Linked DNA regions of Mus musculus: region 2 is linked to region 1. Evidence: chromatin contacts called from public HiChIP or PLAC-seq data. All regions are on one chromosome and are shown on one strand. The core of a region is the stretch at or near the end of the contact, and the rest is flanking DNA. Distances in the headings are between cores, read along the strand shown. Region 1 overlaps Cacna1c (calcium channel, voltage-dependent, L type, alpha 1C subunit). Region 2 holds the start of Cacna1c (calcium channel, voltage-dependent, L type, alpha 1C subunit).

What was found. HiChIP or PLAC-seq counts read pairs in DNA pulled down with a chosen protein or histone mark.
Region 2: a contact with region 1 is called in an H3K27ac HiChIP or PLAC-seq map of the NIH/3T3 cell line, with 6 times the contacts expected there. The contact joins the promoter of Cacna1c here to the enhancer-like site in region 1. A contact is called at or near these places in 1 of 15 datasets of contacts at CTCF or cohesin (the NIH/3T3 cell line), 11 of 484 Hi-C or Micro-C datasets (the HPC-7 cell line, the Patski cell line, cochlea and 7 more), 14 of 115 datasets of contacts at active chromatin or transcription factors (the NIH/3T3 cell line, the SCID.adh cell line, craniofacial prominence and 10 more) and 2 of 9 other capture datasets (adipose tissue and pancreatic islet).

What each region holds. Positions count from the first base shown.
Region 1 is chr6:118,905,736-118,910,132 of GRCm38.p6, reverse strand. The region is part of intron 3 of Cacna1c (calcium channel, voltage-dependent, L type, alpha 1C subunit); the gene reads left to right. Among named protein-coding and RNA genes, the nearest start is that of 4931430N09Rik, 28 kb to the right of the region's middle. Within about 2 kb of position 2,317, at least 31 of the 459 cell types and tissues checked have an H3K27ac peak or open chromatin away from gene starts, as enhancers often do. A contact at or near this core is called in the NIH/3T3 cell line, craniofacial prominence, embryonic fibroblasts and 1 more, where this site is marked.
Region 2 is chr6:119,106,608-119,111,004 of GRCm38.p6, reverse strand. Cacna1c (calcium channel, voltage-dependent, L type, alpha 1C subunit) reads left to right here and starts at 2,510. Exons shown (of 47, transcript NM_001159534.2): 1 at 2,510-3,078. The coding sequence starts at 3,030.

The sequences.
Region 1 (4,397 bases), core at 1,068-3,567:
TGCCTCCAACTTTGCTGTTCTTTTTAATGCGTGGTTTGTCATTTGTGCAAATAATCAGAGTAAACATGGGCTTGAGATGGTTTCTGTTTGTTGTGAACGCGAGGAAACCCAATCACCGCAGAGGTGGGCTTCTGGGCCTGGCTATGGGGATTGATCTGATTGGATTAATGAGGTAGGGGAATCTGCTCACTACAGTGGTACCAGCCTCTGGCTAGGGATCCTGAGCTCCACAAAATGAGGAAAGAGAGCTGAGCTCACACATCCATCCATCTCTGCTTCTTTACTGTGGATAAAGTGTGAGCGACTGCTTCAAGCTCTTACAGCCTGGGCTTCTCCTCCATGGTGGACTGACTGTAGCTTGAGCTGTGAGCCCAGATAACCCCTTTTCTTCCTTGAGTTGATTTTTTTTTTTCAGTATTTTAACAAAGAGATAGGAAAAGACACTAAGATGGGGCCTGAATGCCAGTTTATGCTAAGCACACATCCAGCCAACAGGAAGAGCAATAGGTGAATTCCATCCCTAATCACTGCGGACAGAGAAATCTCGACCACCTAGTGCTGCCATTACATGCTTGTAAGGGCGTCTGTTTCCAAAAACAATAAGAAACAACAATAACGAAAAATTCACAAAAAATAAACACCAAAACAAGCCCCAAGAGGCTATAACAAATGTTGTTGGGGGTGTGGCAAATATAGAATCCATGCATAGTGTTGGAAATGTAAATTTGCATAGCCATTCAAGAAAATACTACAAGAATGCATTTGGAAATTAAAAATTGAAGCGCCACATGACTCAAAAATCCTGTATCTGGGTACATGTCCAAAGGACATCAAGACTGTCACCAAGAGATGACAATGCTCCCATGTTCATTGCAGAAATAGCCACAATAGCTACCCCTAGGCTGCTGTGGAGATAACACAGAGCCTCTTAAGAGATGAATGGAGGAAGAGAATATGACTCTTATATATAACCAGAATATTTGTTGTTCAGCTTTAAAGAAGCAAATACTGCTATCTGTGACAACATAGGCAAACCTGGAAGACAGCGAGTAAATGAAGTAAGCCAGGCAAAAGAGTCAGGCTCTGTCTATATTTGTATATGGACTCTAAGGATGCCTTGGGGAAGCATAGCATGGGCCTGTGGCTACTAAGGCTGGAGTCCTGGGGGGCAAGGGGAGTGAGAAGCATAGCAAAAGCACATAAAGAGCAACCGAGACTCATAGACAGCTGAGCAACCTCGTGAGCTTCTGGGGTTTCCTGTCTCTCTAGAGTTTCACCAGGAGCCATTCTGGGAACCCCAACACATCTGTGATTCGGGGATGTGGTGACCTAGGAGTCCATAAGGTCTGCACTCAACACTTGCTGCTTGGTTCTCAGAGCAACTTGCCTCACTGTCTGGCTGCTGTGTGCGGAGCATCTGGTATACAGAGGTCCCATGGGGATGGCGACCTACCAGAGAAGGAGTAGCATCATTTTATAGATTAAGAAACAGGCATCAACCCAGGTCTGCTTAATGAGAGTACCTGCCCTCTCTTTCCTCAGTTTCCTTAACCGAAAAGCAGGGTGGCATCCTATTCCCACCCTCTCTGTGAGAATGCAGAATTCTTTAGACATTATCAACAAATGCAACTGGCCTTTTAATGAGTAGGAGGGAAATTCCATTGACAAACACCGGTATTTTCATAAATTTTGATTTGTTTAGAGATGCTGTAAACCCTTCAGCATTGTTGAATCATCTGGAAATTTGCCTTCCAAAGGAGCAAATGTTAAGTCTTTTTTTTTCTGCCAGCCTGGACTTCCTGAGCTTGGAGAGGGAAATGATAGAGAAGGAAACCGGAAGCCTGTGGTGGTGATAGGTAGCTCGGACCAAAGGTAGGAGAGTGGCAGAGTGAGATCTGAGGTCTTTCTGGTCACAGGAGCTTTTCCTTCAGCACGAGCCTGTTCTGGGCTGTGAGATGTACCATCGGGTCCAACAGGTGGGAGGTGACAGAGAACTTCCCTCTTCAGCAGAACTCAGGGTTAGGGCTGGGACAAAATACAAAAGTCTTAAGAAAGAGATCCTGGTTTTGAGTATGATGATTGTTGTCTCCAGGTTTCTCTGCTTGGCATCCAGGAGACAGCTTGTGTGGCAGTTCAAGGGGAGCTCAGAGTACCTTGTCTCTGTCCTGAGATGTAGCTAACTGCACCAACTAGCAAGCCTGGGCCCTTCCAGCTAATGACTTCCAGATGTTGGAAGCAGTGGCCAGTGGAATCTTATTGCCCCAGACTGTGGTTCTGGGCCACATACTTCTGACTTGAAGGTAGTTTGGAATGTAAACATTGCAAGGCATGTACTAGAATTAATTAAAGCTACCCTGTATTCTCTAGGCTTGCAAGCCTACAATGAACTGTTTGCACGAACACCAAGACAAGCAGACCAATGGGAGGCTGCAAGAACCAATCACCTTTACCTTCAAAAAAAAAAAAAAAAAAAAAGCGTGCTCCAGGACCTGAGCTGACCTGTATGCCTAGGTAGTCACCAATCCTAGCTTAAGAAGAGGGGTTCCAAGATGCCCCCCTACCACAAGGGTGGCCAATGCATGGCTGTTCATCACATGGTCACATGGAACCAATCACAGGCCCAGAGCACTTTACAGACTTGCCAAAAGCTTACTTAACCAAGAATGCAAATGTGCATATGGGCAAGATCGAGAATGTCCAATGGGCATGGAAAGAAAACCATGGCATCTAGTACTTGGCTGATAAAACTAGAAATAGCTTCTGGAGGTAAATTTTAAGTTCACAATGGCATTCAGAAGTGACAGTGTGAGTGGTGTTTAATGTCACGAAGCTGCAAACTTAAAAAACGGTTCACATGGTGAATTTTAAGTTACATATAGTTCACCTCCTAAACGAAAAGGCAGAATATTCAGGCAGTAAAAGTTCTTTAAGATTATATAAACCATCAGAATCTCTAGAATATTCCTCTCCTCCCATACTGTAAGAAGGGAAGTCGTGGCTCCCTGGTAACTGTCCCATGCAGTGCCAGGCTATTTCAGGAACATGATGGAAGGTACTTGAAAGCCACACCCTTAGATCTGAGCAACCATCCGCATGCCCTCTGTCTTTAGTGTAGTGACTCTTAAGACAGGGAGCTCTAAGAAAAGCCGAATAAGTTGTGATATACACCTTCGTAGTTTTCTGTCACTGTACTAGGACATCTGAAGCAAATGGCTTATAAAGAGACAAGGTGCAGAGCTTGAAGGATCTGGTCCACTAGTTCATAGTGCCATTGCTTGGGCCCTTGGGAAAACAGTACACCTGAAGGTTTCAGTGGCAGAGAAAAGGAATCATCTTATGAACTACGAAACAAAGAGAAAGGAGGAAAGACAGAGATCCCAGCCCTCCCTCCAAAGGCAAGTCCTCGCCGATCCAACCCTCCTCTTATTAATTCCCACCTTAAAGATTCCATTATCTCCTGTCTTAGTCACTGCTCTCTTGCTGTGAGGAGACACCATGCCCAAGACCACTCTTGTAAAAGAAAGCATTTAATTTGGGGCTTGCTTATAGTTTCAAGGATTAGTCCATTATCATTGTGGTGTCGAGTACAGCAAGCATGAAGGCAGGTGCTGGGGCAGTAGTAGAGATCTACACCCTGATGCACAGAGAAAGAGAACCTGTGCCTGGCATGACCTTTTGAAACCACAAAGCCCACCATACAGTGACATATTCCCTCCAACATGGCCATACTTACTCCCACAAGGCCACACCCCCCATCCTTCTCAAATAGTGCCACTCTGTGTTGACTAGGCATTCAAATATAGGAACCTATGGGAGGGGGGGCATTCTTATTTAAACTACCACAGCTCCTTGTTTTCTGGGCTAAGTCTCAACACATGCATATTTGGAGGACACTTCAGATAAAAACTGTAGTGATCAGTACTAACTATCACAGGGCTCTCTGGGAGTCAGATGGCTTAGCTCAGCTCTGGAAGGAGCAGAGGGAGGCCATATTCTTCAGTGTGACTGGGTCAAGTGTGTTAACGTGCACACAAACCCTCCCCTGTTGGGAATGGACCTAATTGTTGGAGATACCTCCTTAGGAAGCAAGATTGTGTTTACTGACTGCCATTCCTCTGTCTGATGTTACGGAAAATTGCGTGTCAGTGCCTGTTGCGATGGTTCTTCTGCCGTTGTGCAGTGGCCCCGATCCTGCCAGGATCTTCACTTGCTCCCCTTGGTTCCTTCAGATGATCTTCCTGTGGTTTTCATCCTCAGCATTTTTTCTAGGTACGCAGCAGATTTTAGGGTAACTCCATAATCAAGCACAACACGAACAGATTAGTTGGGGGGAAGGAATCTTCTGTGTGCTCTGTCCTCTTGTAGTCCAGTGTCGCCCAACATTGATGTTGGAACAT
Region 2 (4,397 bases), core at 1,261-3,760, 200 kb before region 1:
TTTGAAGACCAAATACTTAGGAAACACTTTTTTTTTTTTTTTTTGGAAAGAAAAGAACACACTAACAGCAGAAAAGAGGAGAGAAAAATGAAACGAAAGCAGCAGGGAGATAGTATTTGCCTACTTACAGGAAAGTTAGGCTGTCAATCAAACAAGGGACCCCAGCACGCCAAGGTTTGGTTCTCCATCCCAGACTATTTTGTGAAGTGTATTCTCTAGTCAGCTCTTGCAGCTCTACCCCCCCGCCCCCCGTGTCACCCTTGGCCACCCTGCTCAGCAGAGAGCAAGATAAATACAAGAAAATGAATTTGGTGTCAGGTTCTCCCTGACGAGGTCCCAGTTGGGTGTCCCTGGCCAGGGAGCACTTGTGTCAGTCTCTCCCATCTATAAAATAGAGACAATAATTCCTACCTTATGATGTAGCAGCGTGGAGCCAGTGAGGCAACGCCTGTAGAGTATTGCTCCATGGTTGGCACAGAGTTATGTGACAATATGAGCCATCACTCTTCTTGTGCCACAGGGTGCAATGGGACTGCAGACCAATTTTATTATTGGCTTATACAATCAGTCACACTTGCCCTTGAGATACAATCCAACAAGCTCCCCAAATGGGACTGTGTAATTTCTAATTTTCTTTCTCACACTGGAGGTTGCAAGTTGAGTAATCACAGACCAGGATGGCAAAGACACACCCCTTAGAGCAGCAACAAACAATTAGATCACCATTAAGTTTAATTTAGGGAAAATGAGGAGTTGGTAAGGTTTTGGGTCTCAAGCAGTGACCAGGGAGGCATCTTGAGATGATGCAGCGAATGGTACTTCTGGGGACATTCCTTCATTCCTTCATTCACTCACTCAGCATGAATGTATTAGGTACCCACTACCTACCAGATGTTGCTCCAAGAAACGCAGTGAGAAAACAGTACTAGGAGTCTTTGCTGGGGGTAGGCAGGTCGCAGTGTTTACTCAGGGTAAGACTAAGAACAGGGGAAAGAGGTTTGTGTGTGCAGGGTGTGAGTGCAGGCGAGGGGATCATTTCTGGAGGAACAGCGAGGAGGAACAGCAGTTGGAAAGTGTGTGATGGACGTCGTCCCTAGCTGTTCCTGCAGTCCTTGTAGGATACTGTCACTGTCACTAAAATGACAGAGGCCACTGGAGGGTCTGGGTTAGACGCACCCTTTGAAGTGGATTGTTCCAACCGAACGAACCCGAGGAGAGGAGGGTAAATAGAGAACCAGCTACTGCAGAGCGCCAGAGGTAGAACTTTGGCTCAGCCATGGAAGGTGGCAGCAGAGAAAGCCAGGGAAGGTTACACTGCCTTGTTCTGTCTGAGGTGAATTCCGAGATATACTGATGTGAAGCGGTGGAGGAGATCAAGTCAAGGTGTCTCCAGGGTTCTTCAGCTGAGTTGGGGGAAGGCTGTGTGAGAAGCAGGCCTGGACATATAAGGTTTGATTCTCAAGTGGAGAGGGCAGGTTGGCTGGCCTATGGGTGAGAAGGAAGGTCTAAACTGGAGATTTGCAGCTGACACTTAGCCGTGCTTAAAGCCACGTAGATGATAGGGTCTTTTAGGGAACCTGGAGACAGGGCGTGAAGTCTTCTAAGGGTTGATATTTAGATCTGGTTTCCCAGTGGTAGGCCCTTCTAGAATGGGCTCACCAGCCCCATCTAGAGGGTCGTGCGTGCAGGAGGTGCCATACATATTACTGTGACAGCGAGAGTCAGGGAGAAGTGTTTCATAGCTCCCCGCCAGGGTGGCAGAATTAAGAGAAGTAGGTAAGGAGACACTGGCAGAACACGTGCTCGCCTGACCCCAAGGAGAGAGCAAACCTGGCTGTGTTAATGTTCTCAGACATCTGGGCACCACTGCTGCCTTGCCCACAAGGCTCCGCCTCTTGGGCTCTCTCTCTCCCCGCCCATCTGCCCATCCTTGCCTGTGTGTGTCACTTCTACAACCGCTCTGATTGTAATCGATCAACAGAATCACGGCTCATTTTGCTGTTTCGTCCGGTCGATGTGAAAGGGGCCGGGAGTTGGGCACATTGTAGTTCGTGTTGCCGGGATTCCCCTCCCAGGCCTTGCTAGCGTGGCGCCCCCCCCCACCCCCCCAGGGACGCGCGGTGGCCGCGGGGCCTCGGGAGGGTGGAGGTCTTGCAGCCGGGCTCTCGGAGGTGTGTCCGCTCCTGGGCTCGTTCCCCGCCGTCGCGAAGCCAGGGGGTTCTCGCGTGGCGGCGCCGCTCCACTCGGGCTCCGGTCCCCGCCGCGCGCCGCCGCCACATCTGGAAGCGTTCAGCTCGTCTGCTCCGGCGCGCCGGGCGGGCGGGCGGGCGGGCGGGCGCGGGCAGGGGCGGGCGCGGGCGCGGCGGGGCTGGAGGGAGGAGGGAGGCCGCGCCGCGCTCTCGCGCCCGGTGTCTCCCTCTCGCTGCCTCTGCAGAAACAGCTCCCTGCCAGAACGGCGCTCGGCGCGGCGCGGCCCGGAGCGGCGGCGGCAGTGGCGGCGGCGGCGGCGACGCTTCCCGCGGGCTCGCCCTCAGGTGTTCGCGGCTGCCGTCGCCGAAGATCGCGGGTCGGGGCCTCGCGGCGATCGCCCTGGGCGGGCCGGAGACGCCTCGGGCCCCCTGGCGGCTCGGGGTCCACCCGGCGCCGCGGGCCCGCCGCTTTCCCTCGCCTCGCCTTTGCGCCTCTTCTCGCTCTGCCTCTCCATTTATTATTCTTATCATTTTTATTTTCAAATGGTGTAGCCGCCAGAGGTGCGGTGCTAAATTCTTGGAAGGGGCCCGGATGTACTGAGGATGCATTACAATCTCACGAAAGGAGGCGGTAGTGGAAAGCAGCAGTTTTTGGTGTTTGGTGCAATAATGGGGATCAGGTAATCACCCGAAGGGAGCAAGAACCACTGCGGATCCACGGGTTCCTGGATTTGCGCGAGAGCCGCCGGCCTCGGAGGAGGGATCCATCCCGAGCCGCTCGCGGCTGTTGCTGCATTTCTTCCTCTTTGTGGCTTCTCCTTTCCAAGCAGTTTTTGGCCAATGGTCAATGAAAACACGAGGATGTACGTTCCAGAGGAAAACCACCAAGGTAAGCGGGACCCCAGCGCCTCGCCGGGCTCGCCCGCGCTGCCCACGGCGGGTCCCGGTGGAGCGGCCCTCGCCGCGTGCCTCGCGAGGGGCGCCAACCCCGCGCGCGGGAGCCCGCGGGAGCCGGCCGAGCCGCCGTGCGAGCCGGAGCGGAAAATTCCCGCCCCTCCCCCTCCGCGGCCGGGCTTCTTCGGAGCATGTGGTTCCCATGAAATCCCGAGCGAGGGGGAAAGTTCCCCAAGTGTCGGCGCTGCCTGCATTTCTCGCCTTTGCCTCGAAAGCCGGCCGGCCAGTCTGGCCACGGCGAGCCGAGGAGCCGCTGCTTCGGGGTCCCTTGCTTTGCTGGGGCGCGGCAGGGAACGCGCGCTCTCGCGCGCACCCCTACGGAGACCAGCCCCGCGCCGGTGGCCCCCCAGGCTGCCCCACGTCCACTCTTCCCGACGCCACTTCCTCGGGCAGTGCGCTCCGGGTCGCGGGTGGGGGTGGGGGCGGGGGCTGCAGCTGTGCGTCTCAGCGCGCCTCCTCTCTCCAGGCTCTCAGGCTCTTCGGCTTCTCAACACCGCCCACCTCTCCACTGCCATTGACCCCGAGCGAGCCCACGCCGGGTGCCGGGTGTGTTACTGTTAGCACCCCAGTGTGGACTCGCACCTGAGGATGGAAAGCGGTTAGAAGCCTCAGTGATGTGTGGGCTTTGCTTTTCCATGTTTTCAGGGAATCATGAAAGGGTGTGACTAGCTCTGAGGCTCCATACTTAGTGTTCTCTAAGCATCTCCATCCTGGGCATCAAGTGTCATCAGCTCCCCTCTAATGGTGAATGGCTTTCGGGTAGCTCCCCACTTCTTGGAAACTTTCTCCCTCTCCTCCCCAGTCCCCATCGACAAGTTATTATTTTTGACATTGCTTAGTGGTTAAGGTGATCAAGCTGAAGTGTCTTGCAGTCCCAAGATGCCCTTTCTACGGGCTCTCTGCCCCGTTGCTTGACTGTTCCCTTTCTCTTTCGCCTTCAGCAGCTACCGTTGCTCTTCCACATTGTGTCTTTCCTTGCCTTGCCAGGGTACTTCTTAGTGACTCTCCAGAGCCTTGCCTTGTGGAAGTAATCTCCAGGCCTGATACTGGTACCCAGCCCCTTCTTCCTTTTACCCTTTTGTCACCATTTGGGGAAAGGGCTATTGCCTTTGCAGATTAAGGCTGCCGGGGAGCTGGCTTTACAGCTGGTCTTCTTTCATCTGGAAGCAGCTGGCTTTCTGCTTTCTGTCTTGGGTGGCAGCATTGGGATTTTGTCCTCCTTAAGAAGAAAGACTTGTCCAGGGTCATGGGTAC